Regions from separate parts of the Rattus norvegicus genome. Here region 1 is linked to region 2. A link is a contact called in public Hi-C data. All regions are on one chromosome and are shown on one strand. Each heading gives the region's core, a stretch centred on a gene start, on an enhancer-like site or on the middle of the called end of the contact. The rest is flanking DNA. Distances are from core to core; before and after follow the strand shown.

Region 1 (3,746 bases), core at 104-2,603, 200 kb before region 2:
CATCAATATCCTCTTGGTAGTGCTTCCTTTCTCAATTCGGTCCTAGGCAGTCCTCGATCTTCTCTTCTCAGTCATGTTGAAGTATTTCTTTTGCTGCACTAAACTCTGGAATCCAGACATAATATCTAAGAGTAAGGGAGTACCCAAAGAGGATACCCACAAATGAGTGCTTCTAACTACAGTCAAGATGGTGGTATGGGCCTGTCCTGAATGCTAGTACACATGATAATTTGGGGTTGTTTGTTTGTTTGTTTTGCTTTTGTTTTCTGGGGTTTTAAAACCCTCATTAATGACAAGACCTTTGCTTTATAGAAATCCCTTGCGTTTACATTGGCCCTTTAACCTCTCTCGGAGCTGCCTGTTCCAGATCTCAGGTGGTACGCACATGTAGTGTCAGGTGGTCAGGTGTGATGTGTCAATCACCTTGTACTTCTGTTTAAAAGTCCTCCCTGTATCTCCCAGAGTTCCTGAAGCAGAGAGAAGGGGAAGAGATGAAGAGGGAGGATATTAAAGATGTAGGTGTGGTTCTACGCTTAAAAAAAAAAAAAACCCTAAAACTAATGAATCTGGAAATTGCTTCTGGGAGAAGGCCAACAAAGTCTAATGCTTCATGTTTTGGATACAGCAGCTTCTCAATTACTTAGCAAATAGGTCCTCAGAGGCGGCCACTGTGGGTGTTATCGAGATGAAAAAGCACAGTGCAGCCTAGAGGAACCCGCAGTCTGGGAGAGAAGACAAGGCAGAGACAAGTGCAAGGACTGGAACAGCAGTAGGACCCTAAGATAGCATGAGGAAGAGTGTGGCGTCTCCTAGGTTCCCTTCACTGCAACAGGGAGCCAGGCCTTCGACCTGATCATCTTCAGGAACACACTCATAAACCATTTCTCCACGGACAGCAGCAGGCTTAGAGCTTCCCTCCACCTAGACCAGAAACATTTCTCTGCCCAAGGCCATGCTGTCCTGGCTCCAAGGTGGAAGCTGTGGTGACTATGTCAGAGATCATAAATATCAAGATCCAGAGTGTCCAAGACACAGGATGGGGCCACGGTGGTCAGACCATGTTTCGGGAAGAGGAGAGGACAGTCTCTTCTTTGATGTACAGTCTTGCCACTCTATTCCATCCTGGCTTCCAGTCAGCCACAATGAAACAGTGAAACCACAACAATACGAGCGGGGTAGCTGTAAGAGGTGTAGAGAAAGAGACAGGAAGAGAGGTTAAAGGTCAGGGGTCGAGAGCGCTTGGGTGTCACCAAGGGCTGCAGTGGGTGGAGCTGAGGGCTAGGGAGAGGCGGGGAGTGGGGCAGAGAGGGGATGGCAGCGGAGGCGCGCAGGGGCGGCGCGCGACGCTGGGCACTGGCTGCTAGCGGGTTACGCGCCTCCGCTGGGCTGGGATGCGCGGATGAAGGCTGAGCTTTGCTGCCGGAGCTCCGCAACGCCCCAGGTCTGCCTTGCGCCTTGCCGCGCCCACCCCGCCCCCCGGAGGGCGCGCCCGGGTCAAGCGAGGCCGAGAGGAAAAGGCGCCACTTGGAGCGTCGCATCCTCTGTCATCGCGGGAGGGAGTCGCAGAAACCTCTGAGCCCCATTCCTCTGGCGCCCAGGCGCTCCCATCCCTAGACCACCTCGCGCCCGCCCCTAGCAAGGAGCCAAGGCCGGCGCCCCGCCCGGAGATGGGCAGACGCGCAGATGGCGCGGCTCCCGGCGCCGCCAGATCGCAGGAACCCGGCGCCGGGGCGCTGCGCTGAGGCTCCCTCTTGGAGCGGCCTCGGAAGCCTGCAGGTGTCCTTGACCATTCGGCCACCGCCCGGGACACTCCTCCGCCAGCACTGGGTGCCTGGCTCTTCAGAGCAGCCCCGCCCTCCAGGCTCTGCGCCGCGCAGGACGCCCCGTCTGAATCCCCCCCTCCCCGTCCCGGCGCGGCCCCCGCAGCGCTGCACCCAGCCCCGCGCAGCTCCCGGCCGCGGACGCAGGACCCAGGCTCGCTGCAGCGGGCGCGCTTGTTTTCCTGTCGCCTGGTCCTGCGCAGCTCCCACCCGCTGGTCCGTCTCGCTCGGCTCAGCCCCGCCCGCCATCGGTGCTCCGCGCTGGATTTATGAATGGGGGCAACAGGCCACATGCCCGCCACCGCCGCCTCGAATTGACCGCACACTGCCCGGCCCCGCAGAGCTCTGGCTACCGTAAGAACATCCGCCTGGCCCCGGTAGCCACTCCGAAGACTTGTTGCTGTTACGCTGCTGCCTCCGCCGCTGCCGCCGCCCGGAGAAACCCTGCCGCGTCCAGGCTCGCCGGGTTCTAGGAGCCAAAAGGTGGCCCGTGTGAGTGTGAGCGAGCGAGCGCGCTGCGGACCCTGGCAGTGCTCTGGGACTGTGCGCTTCTCTGTCTTTCTGGGGTTGGGGGGGGCGTGTCCCCGGCCCGGAGCATCCTTGTGCTTGCCTCAACCTTCTGAGACCCCGGACCCCTTGGATTGAGTCCTCGACCCTGGTCTTCACCTCCTGCCTCCCCTAGGTTCTTCCTGCCAAATCCCAACCACCTGTGCACCACAAAAAGCCAACTCTTCCTGCTCCGAGCCCCGGGGGGGTGGGGTGGGGGGGAGGCAGGGGCAGAGCCACTCTGCAGAAGGGGCCGCCACCACCTCCTGCCTCCTCCTCCTCCACCACCTCCTCCTCCTTCTCGTCTCCTCCCCCTCCCCGTTCTGACGCTGCCTCCTTGGGAAGGGTGTTTGGAGGGCAGCGGCCGCCCCAAGCCGGAGCCCCGCAGCGCTTCTTATGATCAGCTCGGTGTGTGTCTCCTCCTACCGCGGGCGCAAGTCGGGGAACAAGCCTCCGTCCAAAACATGTCTGAAGGAGGAGATGGCCAAGGGCGAGGCGTCGGAGAAGATCATCATCAACGTGGGCGGCACGCGACATGAGACCTACCGCAGCACCCTGCGCACCCTACCGGGCACCCGCCTTGCCTGGCTGGCGGATCCCGACGGCGGGGGTCGGCCAGAGTCGGATGGCGGCGGTGCAGGCAGCAGCGGCAGCAGCGGCGGCGGCGGGGGCTGTGAGTTCTTCTTTGATCGGCACCCGGGTGTTTTTGCCTATGTGCTCAACTACTACCGCACGGGCAAGCTGCATTGCCCCGCAGACGTCTGTGGGCCTCTCTTTGAGGAAGAGCTCACTTTCTGGGGTATCGATGAGACAGATGTGGAACCCTGCTGCTGGATGACCTACCGGCAGCACCGCGATGCTGAAGAGGCACTGGACATCTTCGAGAGCCCGGACGGGGGCGGGGGTGGCGCAGGGCCCGGCGACGAGGCTGGAGACGATGAGCGGGAGTTGGCCTTGCAGCGCCTGGGCCCCCATGAAGGAGGCTCTGGCCCTGGTGCTGGGTCCGGGGGTTGCCGTGGCTGGCAGCCCCGAATGTGGGCGCTCTTCGAGGATCCGTACTCATCCCGGGCGGCCAGGGTGAGTGGCAGAAGCCAGGGTCTCCCCATCTCGGTGTCCAAGGGTTTCTTGGTACTAGTGTTGGTAGGTTGGATGGGGAGGGGGGGGGGTGGAAGGAGACTGGCATACCTGGCAGACTATAACTGCCTGCCTCCTAATCCCCCCCCACCCTCGCCCCTTGGGAATACACCCCACCCCCTTCTCTCCTGCGTGCTCCATCAGGAGATTGCACACATTTAACTTACTACTTGGACTTAATCCGAGCTGCCTGCTCTGGCACATGCCCCTCAGTGGGTGGCATCCCTTGGACTTCAGCATTTCTCA
Region 2 (3,897 bases), core at 1,129-3,628:
GAAATAGCAACTTCACTTCACACCGTCAAGGTTTTACTTACTCAGTTTTTTTTCACATGCGCATTAAAGATGTTTCATTAGTGGCTTGGCAAATGCTTCAAAATTTTTACCTTAGTTCCAAATGGCTGCTTTTTGTATAAGACATAACTGTATTACTTCTGTCAGTTATCATACCAGCAAAAGATCAGAGCTCTGAAAATCTGCATCAGTCATAAGAATTCCTGGGTTTATGAGTTTCTGACATTAATTAACTTTAGCTATTTACCTTTCTGGACTTAGTTCCTTATTTGTAATTGGTACAATTTATTGAACATCACATCTTGGTTCTGTACCGAGTGTTTCAAGCTTTGGAGCCAGCTTTAAAAACATCCTATCTCAACCATTCATTAGTTCTATGACCCAGGGTGAGGTACTTAAGCTCCAAGTTTAATTTCTTTACCATAAAGGACTCTGGGAGTGTGTGGGGGGGGATATTTAAGTTTTAGAATGCAAAACACTAAGAATGGTGCCTGGCTGGGTGTGGTGGTGCACACCTTTGTTCCCAGCATTCAAGGGATAGAGGCAGGCAGATCTCTGAGTTACAGGCCAGCCTAGTCTACAAAGTGAGTTCCAGGACAGTCAGGGTCATGTAGAGTTAAGTTTAAAAAAAAAAAAAAAAGAGGAGGAGGAGGAATAATAATAATAATAATAATAATAATAATAATAATAATAATAATAATAAGGGTGTCTGGTAATTAAGAGCCCAACACATGTAACTCTTCAAAGATACACACACAATTATATGTATACATACACACACATATATATATGAAATCAACCCAGTGAAGAAACTGAAGCCCCAAGAGGCTCCCTCTGTTCTGAACTCACATTGCTAGCAGACAGCATAGGAGAATGGGGTTGAAGTCAAATGTGTCTAACTATGAAATCCCTATTTTTTTTACTGACAATAACTTACTGCACAGTCCCTGCACAGAGACTGCATTCAGCAATGATTTTCCTTATCTAAAGCCCTCTTCCAGACCACTTAAAATTTATTCAAAACCATTTTAGTAGAACCAACGGTAGAACTGGGAGGAATATTTCTGCCTTTAAAAAACAACTGAAAGGCTTCAATTATCTACTCTTAATTAGAGATAATCTCTGTACCCCAACAGTAACAGGAATAAAACTACAAAATAGTAGCAAAGTAAGTTAAGACTCCCAGTGAACTCCAAAGGGAGGCTAGTAGCAGACACTTACAGCCCAGATTAAGTCCTTGTGAATCTGTGCATAGGACTCCAACAATGGATGGATTCTTCATTCTAATTTTGGGAGCGCAAGAAAAATGAACCAGATGATATTAAGAAAATACTTCAAATTATTGTAGCACAAACAGGTTTTCTATGCACCGAGTATTAACCACTTCAAATCAGTCCTTAAAAAAACTTCTTCCCCTTCCAAAAGAAAAACTGTGAGTAGTTTAAATAAAGAAAGGATTTTTTTTTTCACAACAGACTGAGCCAGGTACCTCTGCTTCACAAAGCCACAAACAATGCAGTTATCTATAGGGTTCTGTCCTTGGTATAAAAGCATGCTCTAGGACAGCAACTCATTAAGAAAACTGTTACGAATCTAAGTAACAGAAATTGCTCCTGGAAGGGATTAAGAAGCTGAAGGGAGCGCGTCTTCTTGTAAGACCTCCCAATTTTAAATTTTAGAGATAGCCGAAAAACTTAACGGATGTATTTACTTCACAAGCGCTGAGTAACTGATGGGTTACAAACACAGGACGATGTGCGTGTGCTTTTGCACCGCGGGGGCTCAGTTTAGCACACCTGGGACACCCTTCCCCAAACTTAATCCGTTTCCCAAACTTCTGAAGAGCTACTCGACTGTAAGGACAACTTCAACACGACAGCTGATTGGGCCTCTCTCGCTTGGGCCCGCAAGACTCTAGCTCTACAAAGAAGCTCACAGAGCCTAGCAAAACTTTAATATCCAGTCACGAGCGGCCCAGTTGTTTGCAGAAGTCACCTGCTCGCCGCCCAGCGCCCCGAAGGCATCCGGAAACACTCGCGGTCCATGCGGCTTGTCCCACTCCAGCCCCCTGTCCCGAGCCCAGGACGTGCTGCACGCACTACTCACGTGTCCTCCAAATGCTGCTCCAAAGTCGCCTCCATCCCGTACACTGTCCGCCCCAGCCCAAGACCCCTCGGCAAAACACTTCCTCCTTCACAGCAAGCCTCGGTCACGTGACTTGACCGAGGCGGGCGCGCGGACGGCGTCTCCAGAGGGAACAAATTCATCGTGGCGCCGCGTTCGCACTCTTTACGAAAAGACATAGCTACCACTACAGAACCGGCATTAGCTGGCATTTGATTCGGTGTAATGGGCCTTCAGATTATTCTCCATCCGCAAGGAGGTCTGAGGTCGGGCCCCAGGGCCTTTTCCTGGCCTAGCATTTGGTCTTAGTGATTTTTAACCTTTGGATTTTGGTTCAAACAATGTCCAGTCCTAACCAGAGGTAGATCTTGTTTAAGTTTTAAAGTAACCAGGCAGATCCGGCAGGGTCTCATCTAGGCAATAGGGCAATCGCCAAGAAGACAGTCTTCGGTTTCTGACTCCAGGACAAGAGACTGGGGTGTATACTTTACATATCATAGCATACCTGGACTTCAGGTTCTCACAACATCCCTCAATCCCTAGCTGGCATGCCATATTCCCAGCCCTGAATTTTGCAACCCAGGGTCTGGGCTGCCCTTCCCCCAGAGATTCCTCTTTACATAATCTAGACATTTTGGTCTCTCCCTCTCTTCTCTCTCTGCATGCATGCCCCCTTCTCTCTTTCTCCCTCCCTCCCCCACCCCCTCTTTCCCCATGGAGACTTCCCTGGCCTTGGTCCTTGGGGATGTGAATCGCCCACGGAGAGCAACTTCCCAATAAACCTACCTTTAACATAATCTAGTCTGGTTTAAATTGACTCATTTCACCAGTATCGGAGAAATAACCGATCACACAGGACCGATGGAGAGGGGTGCACACAAGGGACTAAAGGAAGAGATGGCACAGGTTGAAACCCCAAACTAAATGGTGGGAAAGTGTCAGAATCTTAACAACAATGGTGCACAGGCTGGCCTCGAATCCTCCCACCTCCGTCCTCTGATTTACTGCCATGTGCCAAATTTAATTTGCATTGATACTTCTGATAGCTAGGTGGTTGGAAGTTTTAGGAAAAGAAATTAGGTTTAGGTGATGGTGAAGACCATGTATTATTACTTTGAAATAACTGAGTTTTAAATTTTATATTTCCTTTTTTTGTTTTAGACACAGTATGTCATATAACTCCTCGTTGCCTCAAATTTGCAGAGTCTTTGCAGCTGGCCTTGAACTACTGATCTCTCTGCCTTTACTTCCCAAATGCTGGGTTCACTGGTAACCAGTATAAACACTTTAGAATAAACTATTTTTTTTCTTTTTTTCTTTTCTCCTTTTTTTGGGGGGGACCGAACCCAGGGCCTTGTGCTTGCTAGGCAAGCGCTCTACCACTGAGCTAAATCCCCAACCAACACTTTAGAATAAACTAACCACCCGCCGCAGTCCTACTGTGCAGACTGATAAGGGTGTTTTGGAGACTATCTTTTCCATATGGCTATATGCAAATGTATTATTTGTAATGTTTTTTAATGCAAAAGCAACGTACATATTATATATACAATTCTGAATTCTGTAGCAGGGTTCTTCACAGAATTTATTATAAGTATCTTTTCATGGCAGTAAGTTTTTATTTGCTTTGTTTGTAATAGCTGCAAAACACCCCAAATGCCTAAAGTGAATTTTCTGTTTATTAGTGACCAGTTAAGTTGCTCTTGTGTCCCCTCCCCACCCTCTGCCCTGGTGGTACCATTGTTGTGCTGGTTG

The links. A called contact is a pair of places that touch in the nucleus more often than the background predicts.
Region 1: a Hi-C map of mammary epithelial cells shows a contact between it and region 2, with 3 times the contacts expected there. The contact joins the promoter of Kcnc4 here to the promoter of Lamtor5 in region 2. A contact is called at or near these places in 3 of 12 Hi-C or Micro-C datasets (the Rat2 cell line, Schwann cells and mammary epithelial cells).

What each region holds. Positions count from the first base shown.
Region 1 is chr2:197,786,040-197,789,785 of GRCr8, reverse strand. Kcnc4 (potassium voltage-gated channel subfamily C member 4) reads left to right here and starts at 1,353. Exons shown (of 4, transcript NM_001415110.1): 1 at 1,353-3,443. The coding sequence starts at 2,763.
Region 2 is chr2:197,586,723-197,590,619 of GRCr8, reverse strand. Lamtor5 (late endosomal/lysosomal adaptor, MAPK and MTOR activator 5) reads right to left here and starts at 2,378. Exons shown (of 4, transcript NM_001106462.1): 1 at 2,125-2,378; 2 at 1,240-1,301. The coding sequence starts at 2,354.